3 separate regions of the Anas platyrhynchos genome follow, and regions 1 and 2 are each linked to region 3. The links are chromatin contacts, called in public Hi-C maps. All regions are on one chromosome and are shown on one strand. Each heading gives the region's core, a stretch centred on a gene start, on an enhancer-like site or on the middle of the called end of the contact. The rest is flanking DNA. Distances are from core to core; before and after follow the strand shown. Region 1 holds the start of EXTL3 (exostosin like glycosyltransferase 3). Region 2 holds the start of ELP3 (elongator acetyltransferase complex subunit 3). Region 3 overlaps INTS9 (integrator complex subunit 9).

Region 1 (3,779 bases), core at 1,101-3,600, 130 kb before region 3:
CCAAACATCCCCCAAAAAGCGCCATCCCCGGAGGCCAAGCGGGATTTTCAATGCAATAGTGCCCCCCCGTGTGCCGGGCGGGCTGCAGCCACGAGTGGCAGCAAAATCACCACCACGAAAAACATAAAAAAAACCCTGAAAATGCTGAAAATGCAGCAAATTCGGGGCTTTTTCGGGCAGGATGGGGTTTGGGGTGGGGGTAATTCCCCGTTAAGGCAGCGCAGGGGAAGCTGATTCCTTTTTCCGTTCTCCCAGACTCTTTAAAATACATCAATAATCGTATTTTTTAATTTTTTGGGTGCATTTTAAAGCCCAGCAGCCAGGTGCTGACCCCAGTCCTCCAAACCGTGCAAATACGAGGAGGAACGGACAAGGAACTTTCAACAAAACGGCCCCGTTTAACAAATTTAAGAAATTCCCAATAAATCGGCGCTATGGGAAGTATTTAACGTGTCAATAAAACCAAACTCCATCCCCAAAACCCCAAAAACCCCAAAAGTTTCCCGAATAATGGGGGGAGGTTTGGGTACCAGGCGCATCACCAGGCCGGGGACAGGGTCCGAATTTCATCCACTCGGAGCAAAAAAGGCTGAGCCCGCGGGATCCGGCGCTGCCAGCACCGACGAGCTGATGGGAATCAAAGGGAAAAAAGTTAAAATTAAATAAAAACGGTTAAAATTGAAGGGAAAAGGTTAAAATTAAAGGAAAAACATTAAACTCCCCACCAGGTCCCCAGGAGCTGCCCCAGAGGCTCCTCGTGGGGCTCAGCTTCACCTTTTTCACCCCCTTTCTCCTCGATTATTTCTCCCCAGCTGCATTAATTGCCCCCAGCTGCACTAATTGCCCCCCCAGCTGCTCTAATTACCCCCATCATGTTAATTACCCCCCAGCTGTACTAATTGCCCTCAGCCGCACGAACTCACCCCGCTGCATTCATCGCCCCCCAGCTGCACCAATTCCCCTCCCCAGCTGCATTAATTGCCCTCCAGCTGCATTAATTAGCCTCCAGATGCATTAATTGCCCCCAGTCTCATTAATCACCCCTCCAGCTGCATTATTTGCCCCACAGCCGCATTAATTAGCCACCCCAGCGGCTCTAATTACCCCCACTTGCATTAATTGCCCACCCCAGCTGTATTTATTGCCCCCAGCTGCATTTTTACCTCTAGCTGCTCTAATTATCCCCCAGCTGCATTAATTACTTACCCCAGCTGCATTAATTACCCACCCCAGCTGCATTAATTACCCCCAGCTACATCACTTCCCCAGATGTTTTAATTGCCCACCCCAACTGCATTAATTGCCCCAGCTGCATTAATTACCCAGCTACACTACTTACCCCAGTTGAATTAATTACCCCCAGCTGCACTAATTACCCCAGTTGTATTAATTGCCCCCAGCTGCACTAATTAGAGTACCTAGAGCTGTATTAATTACTCCAGCTGTATTAGGTACCCCAGCTGCATTGATTACCCCAGTTGCATTAATTAATTACCCCCAGGTGCCTTAGTTACCCCAGAGCCACGCTAATTACCCTTAGCTGCACTAGTTACCCCCACTAATTACCCCCAGCTTCACTAATTAACCCTCCCAGATGCATAAATTGCATCCAGTTTTACTAATTACCCCTCTCAGCTGCACTAATTACCCCCCCGCTGCACTGATTACCCCCTCTCAGCTGCATTAATTACCCCCAGCTGCATTAATTGCCCTAAACTTCACTAATTGCCCCTCCCAGCTGCATTAAGTGCCCCCGGGCTGCACTAATTACCCCCTAACAGCTGCATTAATTACCTCCAGCTTCACTAATTACCCCTCTCAGCTGCATTAATTGCCCCCTGGCTGCACTAATTACCCCCTAGCTTCATTAATTACCCCTCTCAGCTGCATTAACTGCCCCCCGGTTGCACTAATTACCCCCCAGCTTCACTAATTACCCCTCCTAGCTGCACCAATTACCCACTACTTCACTAATTACCCCTCCCGGCTCCACCAATTACCCCCAACTTCACTCATCACCCCTCCTAGCTGCACCAATTACCCCCAGCTTCACTAATTACCCCTCCCATCTGCATTAATTACCCCCAGCCTCATTAATTACCCCCCAACTTCAATATTTCCCCCCCCCATTTGCACTAATTACCCTCCAGCTGCACCAAATACCCCCCCAACTCCACTAATTACCCCCCAGCCTTACTAATTACCCCTCCCAGCTGCCCCAATGCCCCCCGGTTTCACTAATTACCCCTCCCAGCCTCGCTAATTACCCCCTTTAATCACTAATCCCCCCCGGCCGCCATTTTGCGGCTCGGCCACCAGAGGGCGCTGGCGGCGCGGCCTCGCCGCCTCCTCCCACAATGCAGCGGGACGGCCGCGGGCTCCGCGCGCCTCCTGCCTTCGGGCTCCGTTCGGCTCCGCTCGGAACCGCTTCGGCTCCGCTCGGCCGGGCTCGGAACCGCTCGGCCGGGTTCGGAACCCTTCGGAACCGCTCGGAACCGCTCGGCTGGGTTCGGCTCCGCTCGGCGGGCCGCGGCCGCGGGGTGAGCGCGGAGCCCCGCGCAGCCCCCGCCCGCCCCAGGTAAGCGCGGCCCCGGCTTTGATTTTTTCCCTTTTTATTATTTTTTTCCCACTCTCGTCGCGTCCGTTTGTTTATTTACCGGGTTAGGTTTGAATTTGACCTTTTACTTCAATTCTTTTTTCCGCTTCTCGCGTGTTATTTACGCGTTCACGGTACTTTCCCCGCCTCGCCTGATTTGCCCGATTTTATGGATTTCACCGCATTTTTGTCGGTTCGCCTTCCTTGGGGTGCTGCGGTTGTTTCACCCCGCTTCTCTTACCTTATTTCACCCGATTCCTCCTACTTTATCCATTTCACCCCCCTTTCTCTTACTTTATTCCACCCAATTCCTCTTTATTTCACCCCTTTTCTTTTATTTTACCTATTTCACCCTCTTTCTGTTACATTTTTCACCCCCTTTTTCTTACTTTATTTCACCCATTTTCTCCTACTTTATCTATTTCACCCCTTTTTCTTATTTATTTCACCCCCTTTCTCTTACTTCATCCATTTCACCCATTTTCTAGTACTTTTTCACCCCGTTTCTCTTCCTTTAATTATTTCACCCCATTTCTCTTACCTTATTTCACCGATTTTCCTTTTCTTTCATCTATTTCACCCCCTTTCCCTTACCTTATTTATTTATTTCACCCCATTTTTCTTACTTCATCTATTTCACCCCCTTTCTTTTACTTTGCTTACTTATTTCACCCCTTTTCTCTTATTTCATCTATTTCACCCCTTTTCTCTTACCTTATTTCACCCTTTTTTCATCCTTTTTCTATTTCACCCCTTTCTTTTGCTTTCTTTCACCCCATTTTCTCACTTTTTCAGCCTCCCCCCACCCATCCCTTGGACATTTCCCCCCCCATCCCCTCCCCATCGATTTGGGTGCTCGGGGCGAGGGCTGGGGGCTGCTGCTCCTTGGGGGGGATTTTGGGTCAAAAACAAGCGAAGTTGGGGTTAACTCGTGCCTGGCGGTCCCGCTGCGTGCAGGCGGCTGCACACATTGAGGTGAATGTTGCTGTGAATTTGGGGATTTGGGGGAAAATTGGCTGCTTTCAAAGGGCCTCGGAGCCCCCTGTGAGCATCCCCCGGAGCGGAGGCTCGGCCTCTGTGGGTTTCTCCCTTCCCCTGGGGAGATTTTGGGGATCCAGGAGGATTTGGAGAAGAGGGGGAGGCTCTGACCTGGTTTCTGGTCTAAAAACCAGAGATTTGGCTA
Region 2 (3,764 bases), core at 1,242-3,741, 230 kb before region 3:
AATGAGAGCAAGGGGAGGACGGTGGTGGATGGAGAGAACGACGACGTGCTTACCCCGCTCGCAGTCCTTATGGGCTTGGCCTTCAGCTTCGGCACCAGCACCTTGCGGTACTGCGGCGGAACGGCAGCGATGATGTCGACCAGACGTGGCTGCGCCGAGAGCCCATACTTGGCTGAAGTCTTGGTTTTCAGCCTGAAAGCAGAAATACCTCCAATTCATGACCCCATCCGGACTTTTGTACTCATTCCCACAGCAGCTCCATCACACTGCTTCGGTTCAGCTTGAGGGGTTCACCCCATTTGCCTTTCCAGGTACCTTATTTAAGAATTACTCAGTAATTCCTTGCAACAGCTGCTCTGGGTATTTAAGGTACAGAAAATAAACTCCAAATAAAGTCAACAAGCAACAACTGCCAGTGTTTTGAGTTTCTGTATGTTTTACTTCTAAATGTGGTTTTGCCAAAACATTGTCAGAGGTGCCCAGAGGCTGTCTCACCCATTTCCAGTGATTTAAGTCTTTTCCTAAGACTTCCATCCGATGAATCTATGTATGCAAGCTCTCAGTTCATTTCTAAAACATTTATACAAATTATTTCCAGCATCAGCACAATGTTTACAATTATATATGTAACTGAAATACACTGGGAGAAGTTCAGTTTTTCAGTTTTTATTATTCCAGAAAGGTAAAGAAGGAAGAAGTTTCTGTAAACAGCGACTTCATTCATAGCATGCTGTTAAAATGTCTGATGTAAACGTGATCTATAAATTAATCTCTATTTTCCCTGACAGTACTTATAAAAAAGATGAGCTTATAAAAAAGATGGAAAGGGACTCTTTACTCCATCAGGTAACAACAGAACAAGGGAGAATAGTTTTAAACGAAAAGAGGGGAAATATAGATTAGAGGTTAGGAGGAAATTCTTCACTCAGAGGGCAGTGAGGCACTGGCACGGGTTGCCCAGAGAGGTTGGGGATGCCCCATTGTGAGAACCAAAGATATTTCTCACAGGAGGTGTTCAAGGTCAGGTTGGATGTGGCTTTGAGCAACCTGATCTAGAGGGAGGTGGCCCTGCCCATGGCAGGGGGGCTGGAACTGGGTGGTCTCTGAGGTCCCTTCCAACCCGAGCCATTCTGTGATGATTCTATGATGGTTATGGCAAGAGAAATGACAGTAGGCTGTGAAAATAAAACTTTGTAAACTAAAGGCCAAACACAAACGACTGTACAGGTCATGATCAACACTGGTGGACCAGTTCCTCAGTGTCATCCCACAGTGACTTACTTGTTCAGATTCACGTCTTTTCCCTGCTCGTGAGCTTCAATTAGTTGTTTTATGATGTCAGCTATTGTCATCATCATCAGTTCCGCATGGCTGAGATCTCCTGAAACAGGAACAAAACAAACCCCGTGTATACCCACTGCTTTGTCACCTGTGACAATCCGGGTGCCTCATTTTTCATATTCCCCACCATTTCAGGGCACTGTTCCCTCCAAAGGACATTTTGCCACTGCGCATCACTCCTGACTGGCAGCAAGTGACACTCATTGCCTCCTATCATCATTTTTTTTGGCTTTTAGGACAATCTCTATGGTCTTCCATCAAAGTGATGCGCACAACAGCCACAAACAGTCAGTGGAAGCTCAACGCCATCAGCAGGTTAATCTGATGCTGCCAGCACACGTGGCAAGGACCAAAACACATCCTCTGGGGGACAGCGAAGCAGCCAGGCATAACCCCAAAGGATAATAACCCTTAATAAGATAATAATCTTTGACATAAGATAACTTTTTGAGGAGATAACCCCATAACCTCTGCTCCTCAGACACACGCAGGGGGTTCAATGCAAATAACATTGGAGCTTCCCCCCTGAGGGCCTCACTGAGGGTCTGCGTTGTGCACACTGGATTTTTTGTTTATATTTATTCCATACCAGCTTTAGGAGAAGAGAAACATTGCTATTACGCGATCTGACCCCAAAGGTGCTTATTTTAGGTTGTGAAGTTCACTTTACACCAGAAAGTGTCGGTGCCTGGTGTTTTAACCAGGCACCAAACTGGGCAGAGCTGACCCAACCCAAGCACAGCACCGGGGAGGCGTTCACAAAACTGTGGAGTGATTTTGGGTCAGAAAGGGCCTTAAAATTTCATCAAATCCCAGCCCCTTCCCATAGGCACAACCCCAGCCCCCAGCCCCGGCTGCCCCCAGCCCCATCCAGCCCGGCCTTGGGCGCTGCCAGGGGGGGACCCGCAGCTCCCCGGGCGGCCCGATCTGACCGATCCCGATCCCGATAACGATACCAAAACCGATAACGACACCGATAAGGACACCCCCGGTACCTGCCCGCCGCCGCCCCATGGCTCCCTCACGGCCCCAGCCGCTGCCACCAAGCGAGGCCGCCCGGTCGCGAAAGCGTCGCCCGGCCGGCAGCGCTGCCGTAAAGCGTTTTGATTTTCGAAGGAAATTTTCCTCCCTTTTATTCACATTTCGTTTTGTTTTCGTCACATTTCACTCAGTTTTGTTGATATTTTTGTGGTTTTGGGTGAAATTTCAGGTGCCCGAATGCCCCCCCCCCACAAGCCGCACCACAGCCGCTTGCCCCCAGAGCCGCCAGGCCCTGGCTCCCCCCCGGCCCCTTCTCCCCTCCGGCGCTAGGTGGTAGCAAAGCATTTAAACGCCAAATCCCGATAATAAAGAAAATGTTCAAATCTGACCAAAAGCCCCAAGTCTCTCTGTGAGCAGGAGGAGCGGCGCGGGTCGGGCAGGGGGGAGGCAGGAGGCCTGTGGGGCACCAGGGGAGGAGTTTATCAGAGAATTGGGGAGTTTTTAGGGTTGGGAAAGACATCGGAGATCACAGAATCACAGAATCACAGAATTTCTAGGTTGGAAGAAACCTCAAGATCATCGAGTCCAACCTCTAACCTAACACTAACAGTCCCCACTAAACCATATCCCTAAGCTCTACATCTAAACGTCTTTTGAAGACTTCCAGGGATGGTGACTCCACCACCTCCCTGGGCAGCCCGTTCCAGTGCCTCACAACCCTTTCAGTAAAGAAGCTCTTCCTAACATCTAACCTAAAACTCCCCTGGCACAACTTTAGCCCATTCCCCCTCATCCTGTCACCAGGCACATGGGAGAACAGGCCAACCCCCACCTCTCTACAGCCTCCTTTAAGGTATCTGTAGAGAGCGATAAGGTCGCCCCTGAGCCTCCTCTTCTGCAGGCTGAACAAGCCCAGCTCCTTCAGCCGCTCCTCATAGGACTTGTTCTCCAGGCCCCTCACCAGCTTCGTCGCCCTTCTTTGGACCCGCTCAAGCACCTCGATGTCCTTCTTGTAGCGAGGGGCCCAAAACTGAACACAGTACTCGAGGTGCGGCCTCACCACAGCCGAGTACAGGGGGACGATCACCTCCCTAGCCCTGCTGGTCACAGTGTTTCTGATACAAGCCAGGATGCCGTTGGCCTTCTTGGCCACCTGAGCACACTGCTGGCTCATATTCAGCCGACTGTCCACCATCACTCCCAGGTCCTTCTCTGCCTGGCAGCTCTCCAACCACTCGTCTCCCAGCCTGTAGCTCTGCTTGGGGTTATTGCGCCCCAGGTGCAGGACCCGGCACTTGGCCTTGTTGAACTTCATGCAGTTGACCTCAGCCCATCGGTGCAGCCTATCCAGATCCTCCTGCAGAGCCTTCCTACCCTCGAGCAGATCGACACACGCACCTAGCTTGGTGTCATCTGCGAACTTACTGAGGGTGCACTCAATG
Region 3 (3,488 bases), core at 878-3,377:
GACCTGGTGTTCTCAAGCGTGTCTAAACTTCTCTGAGTTATTACCTTAGGAAAAGCACTAAATGGAATAAATAGCAGGCTCGGTCCTCCTTTGCCTAGGTATTACTTGGCTTGGGGTTTGCTATTAGCCAAGCTTTTGAAAGAGCGTTGCTATGTGCCTAAGGCCACTGCCTGCCATCATACAAATTGTTTTTGCAAAGCACCGGTGTATATCAGGAATTAAAAATGAAAGGAACTAGCACATCATTTAGTCCAACACAAGGCAGGGGGGCAGTGTAGGTTTCTCCACTTGCCAGTGTTTATAAAGCAGCTGGAAGTGAGCCCCCAAACAGATCCTCTCTGTGGCGTTCGATGACGTGCTGTGAAACGTGCAGTACTTACTTCAGACAGCAATTCAGCGCTGGAATGCCTCAGGGTATTTAATAGTTTAATAATTTAACAGCATTTAATAGTCACTTAATAGTTTGGGAGCCACAGGGATGTGGATGCACACCGCCTGGTGTCATTTAGCACATTTAAGGGAACCCTTAGGCAAAAATGTAGGAAGCTTAGGGATGGCTCCCTAGAAATGACATTCATGGGTCTAGAGAAAGCTGTTTGTGCATCTCAGGATAAAATGTCCCTAGCTTTGTGGGCTATAACATGTATGATTTGGCCTTGTCAAGCAAAGCCTGTACCTGTAGCAGTCACGTTATTCCCTCTGTGCTCTTCATTTTGTCACGAGGAAGCCAATCTGTTATCCACCGCTCGGAGTCTTTTCCTAGATAATTACCTTGATCTACACATGGAGCACTGAGCAATGCCTCAACAGATAAACAATAATTTGGCAAAATCTCATTATCAACAGGCCTCTGGAGAACATAAAATGTCCTAAAAATTAGAGGACACAGTTATCACTCTACAAACATAAAGACCCGTCATGTACAATGGCTTAATTAATCCACCCTTTGACAGCGCATGTTTGGCTTCTCATTTTTGGAAGGGTTTTCACTTAAACCTGCCAGTTCCAGTGCATATTGTGAAGTACAATTTTGAAACAATGCTTTTGGTAAAACATAGGAGTCAGTGAAACCAAAGATACTGTGGATCAACAAGAAAAGCATGGAAAGCAGAAATGCAGGGGAAATTATAAAGCATAGACAACAACATGGCTACAGAGTCTCCTATGCAGAGATCAGGATTTGGGGCTGATTTATTGGTGTGAACGAGATTTTTGGTTACAAGAAAGGTGTGCCCTCCAGCCTGCATTATTCTTGGAAACAGATTATTCATAATTCATTGCATATCCTCCTTGAAATGCATTCAAGCTTGTGGAAAGAGCGAGGGTTTCTGGTCAGATCCTACTTCTAATAATGCCCTTGAATCACCTACAGATGATATCTATGATGGGCAATGGCAATTACCAGAACAAATCCCTGGACAAGTTGCCCCAGAGGAAAACAAAACAATGCCTGAAAGAGCATCTTTTAAACCTGCAATGGCTACTCCACATCCTATCTAACAGTTTTGATCTGAGGAACTAAGAGAGCCAGTTTTCTGAGACTGCATGCCCCAAGTGGTTGGCTGTCTCGCAGGAGTAGGATTTAGCCAAAATTATTTCTCAGTCCCATCTCTTCCATTCCCAGCCTACCTCCCACTTACTTCAGTCAGAAATCTACCTGTTCCCAGTAGAGGAAATACCAGATTTCTTTTCTTGATGAGAGAGATAACTCTGAAGGCATAAATGTTTATTTATTGACTGGATGGCTAGAACTTCCCCTCAAACTATGCATTTTGATGCAGGGTACATCCCCCCACCTTACTCCTCTTTGCTTCACAAAGATGCTAGCTCAGATCATTTCATGTAAAATTGCCAGTGACACCACTGAGTACCACAAGCTTTAACTTTCTTATATCACCTCCCTATTTCAAGATACCAGCAGACAACATGGTGCCTGCTTCAGCTAAGGAGGCAGGAGCTGGGATGACTAAGCTGACTCTGATAACCAGCTCTTAGTTTTACAGACTTTGAAATAAACTGCTTGGACAAAGGGAATATTTGTGGTTGCAGCCTGATAAGAGCAAACATTCGTCCATGTGTACGCCAGATAGCCTTCTGCGGGGGAGGCAGTAAAACAGGCAAGCGTATGTAAGATATACGCTGAAATAAACACGGTGATAATTTTTGTGTTGAGGGAACACCATCATTCATTCCTCCCCCATGTTCCTAAATTAATCAATGGAAAGAAGAGAAAAAAAATCTTGCATGAATAATGCCACAAAGCTATGGAATAGGCATATCACTAGAAAAACAACAGCCACACAGGGCTGTGTTCCAGAAACCCACTCGCTCTGAGATCTCAGCAAACAGCAAGACTGTGGTTTACTTACCTCAGCGTGGGGAAAAGGAGGTTCTGGAAGATATACCTTTGTTTGTTTGTTATGACACAACCTTTACAAGAAAAGGAAAAATAAGCCGGGTTAGAGAGCTGCAGAACATCCTGCAGTATCTGCTGCCATCTACTGTTAAAACTTTTCCTGGAGAAAGCCATTTCACGTCTGTGGTATCAGGTGCAAAGTCACTAATTTGTGTTTTGTTTTTTTTTGCTTCCAGTCTTTCTATTTAGAAGACCAACACCTACTGGACATGATGACTTGGTCCTAGCAAGATCACTTAGAGAAGGTGCAAGGCAGCTGCAAGTAATTTTGTACACAGCACGTAACAGAGCCCATTGCTGTGGTAAACAGATTTGTAACTCAGCATCCATGTAATTTCACAGGCAAGACTTTAGCAATTTCTCCAAAGCCAAATCACCCTTGAACAGAAAAATTCCACTTGCCTCATCCCAATTCTCAGCAATGACTTAGTCCTTTAGTTCATTATAATCTAATTCTCCTATGCATTTCATTATTGCAGCTATAAAATTGGCAAACTGCCTCTGACCACGGCATAATGCTTACCGTTCCCTGCTATTTTGCATCAATCACTTATTTTTAAAACTGAAATATTGAAAGTTGTTGATTAGCTCTAGCCAGAGTCCTGATTCATCCTATTACAGAAGACAAAAGAAGATTTTTGTATGAGGTCTGTGTGATGTTACAATTATCTGTAGTGACATTGTCCTGGTGGCTTTTTCTGGGAAACATTGCCCTTCTCATATATTCTTCGCTTTATTATAAAACAACGAGCCTTGGTCAAACTAAATTTGATAAAGTCTAAGAGATACAAAGAACAGGAAATTTCTTTTAGATGACTAAATGCTGGAATTGGAAGGCTGGAATCCCTTAATTTCAGCACCAGTTCTGATCCCAAATGTCTATGTTACATGTGTTACAATCTCTGCCTCCACTTCTAGCTAAGTAAAACATTTACCCTCTATACAATTATTTGGAGATTAGCTAACGTTGGTACTGGCTTTTGAAAACAAACCTCTAGAGCCAAGCAGAAAATGGTGTCTGAACACTTGGGTGGCTGAATTGTGCCAATTAGACACAGCAGACAAAACAGAA

The links. Hi-C and Micro-C count contacts between places; a contact is called where the count stands out from the background.
Region 1: a contact with region 3 is called in a Hi-C map of skeletal muscle, with 5 times the contacts expected there. The contact joins the promoter of EXTL3 here to the enhancer-like site in region 3. A contact is called at or near these places in 4 of 8 Hi-C or Micro-C datasets (liver, skeletal muscle and subcutaneous adipose tissue).
Region 2: a contact with region 3 is called in a Hi-C map of subcutaneous adipose tissue, with 3 times the contacts expected there. The contact joins the promoter of ELP3 here to the enhancer-like site in region 3. A contact is called at or near these places in 2 of 8 Hi-C or Micro-C datasets (liver and subcutaneous adipose tissue).

Annotation. Positions count from the first base shown.
Region 1 is chr3:118,889,767-118,893,545 of IASCAAS_PekinDuck_T2T, reverse strand. It overlaps EXTL3 (exostosin like glycosyltransferase 3), which reads left to right and starts at 2,350. Exons shown (of 9, transcript XM_038177715.2): 1 at 2,350-2,578. LOC140002274 (a long non-coding RNA gene) reads right to left here. Exons shown (of 8, transcript XR_011808622.1): 4 at 531-627.
Region 2 is chr3:118,988,361-118,992,124 of IASCAAS_PekinDuck_T2T, reverse strand. ELP3 (elongator acetyltransferase complex subunit 3) reads right to left here and starts at 2,491. Exons shown (of 15, transcript XM_072036589.1): 1 at 2,337-2,491; 2 at 1,282-1,381; 3 at 54-192. The coding sequence starts at 2,355.
Region 3 is chr3:118,755,945-118,759,432 of IASCAAS_PekinDuck_T2T, reverse strand. It overlaps INTS9 (integrator complex subunit 9), which reads right to left. Exons shown (of 17, transcript XM_027455431.3): 11 at 2,370-2,430. Among named protein-coding and RNA genes, the nearest start is that of INTS9, 36 kb to the right of the region's middle. Within about 2 kb of position 2,127, at least 2 of the 8 cell types and tissues checked have an H3K27ac peak or open chromatin away from gene starts, as enhancers often do.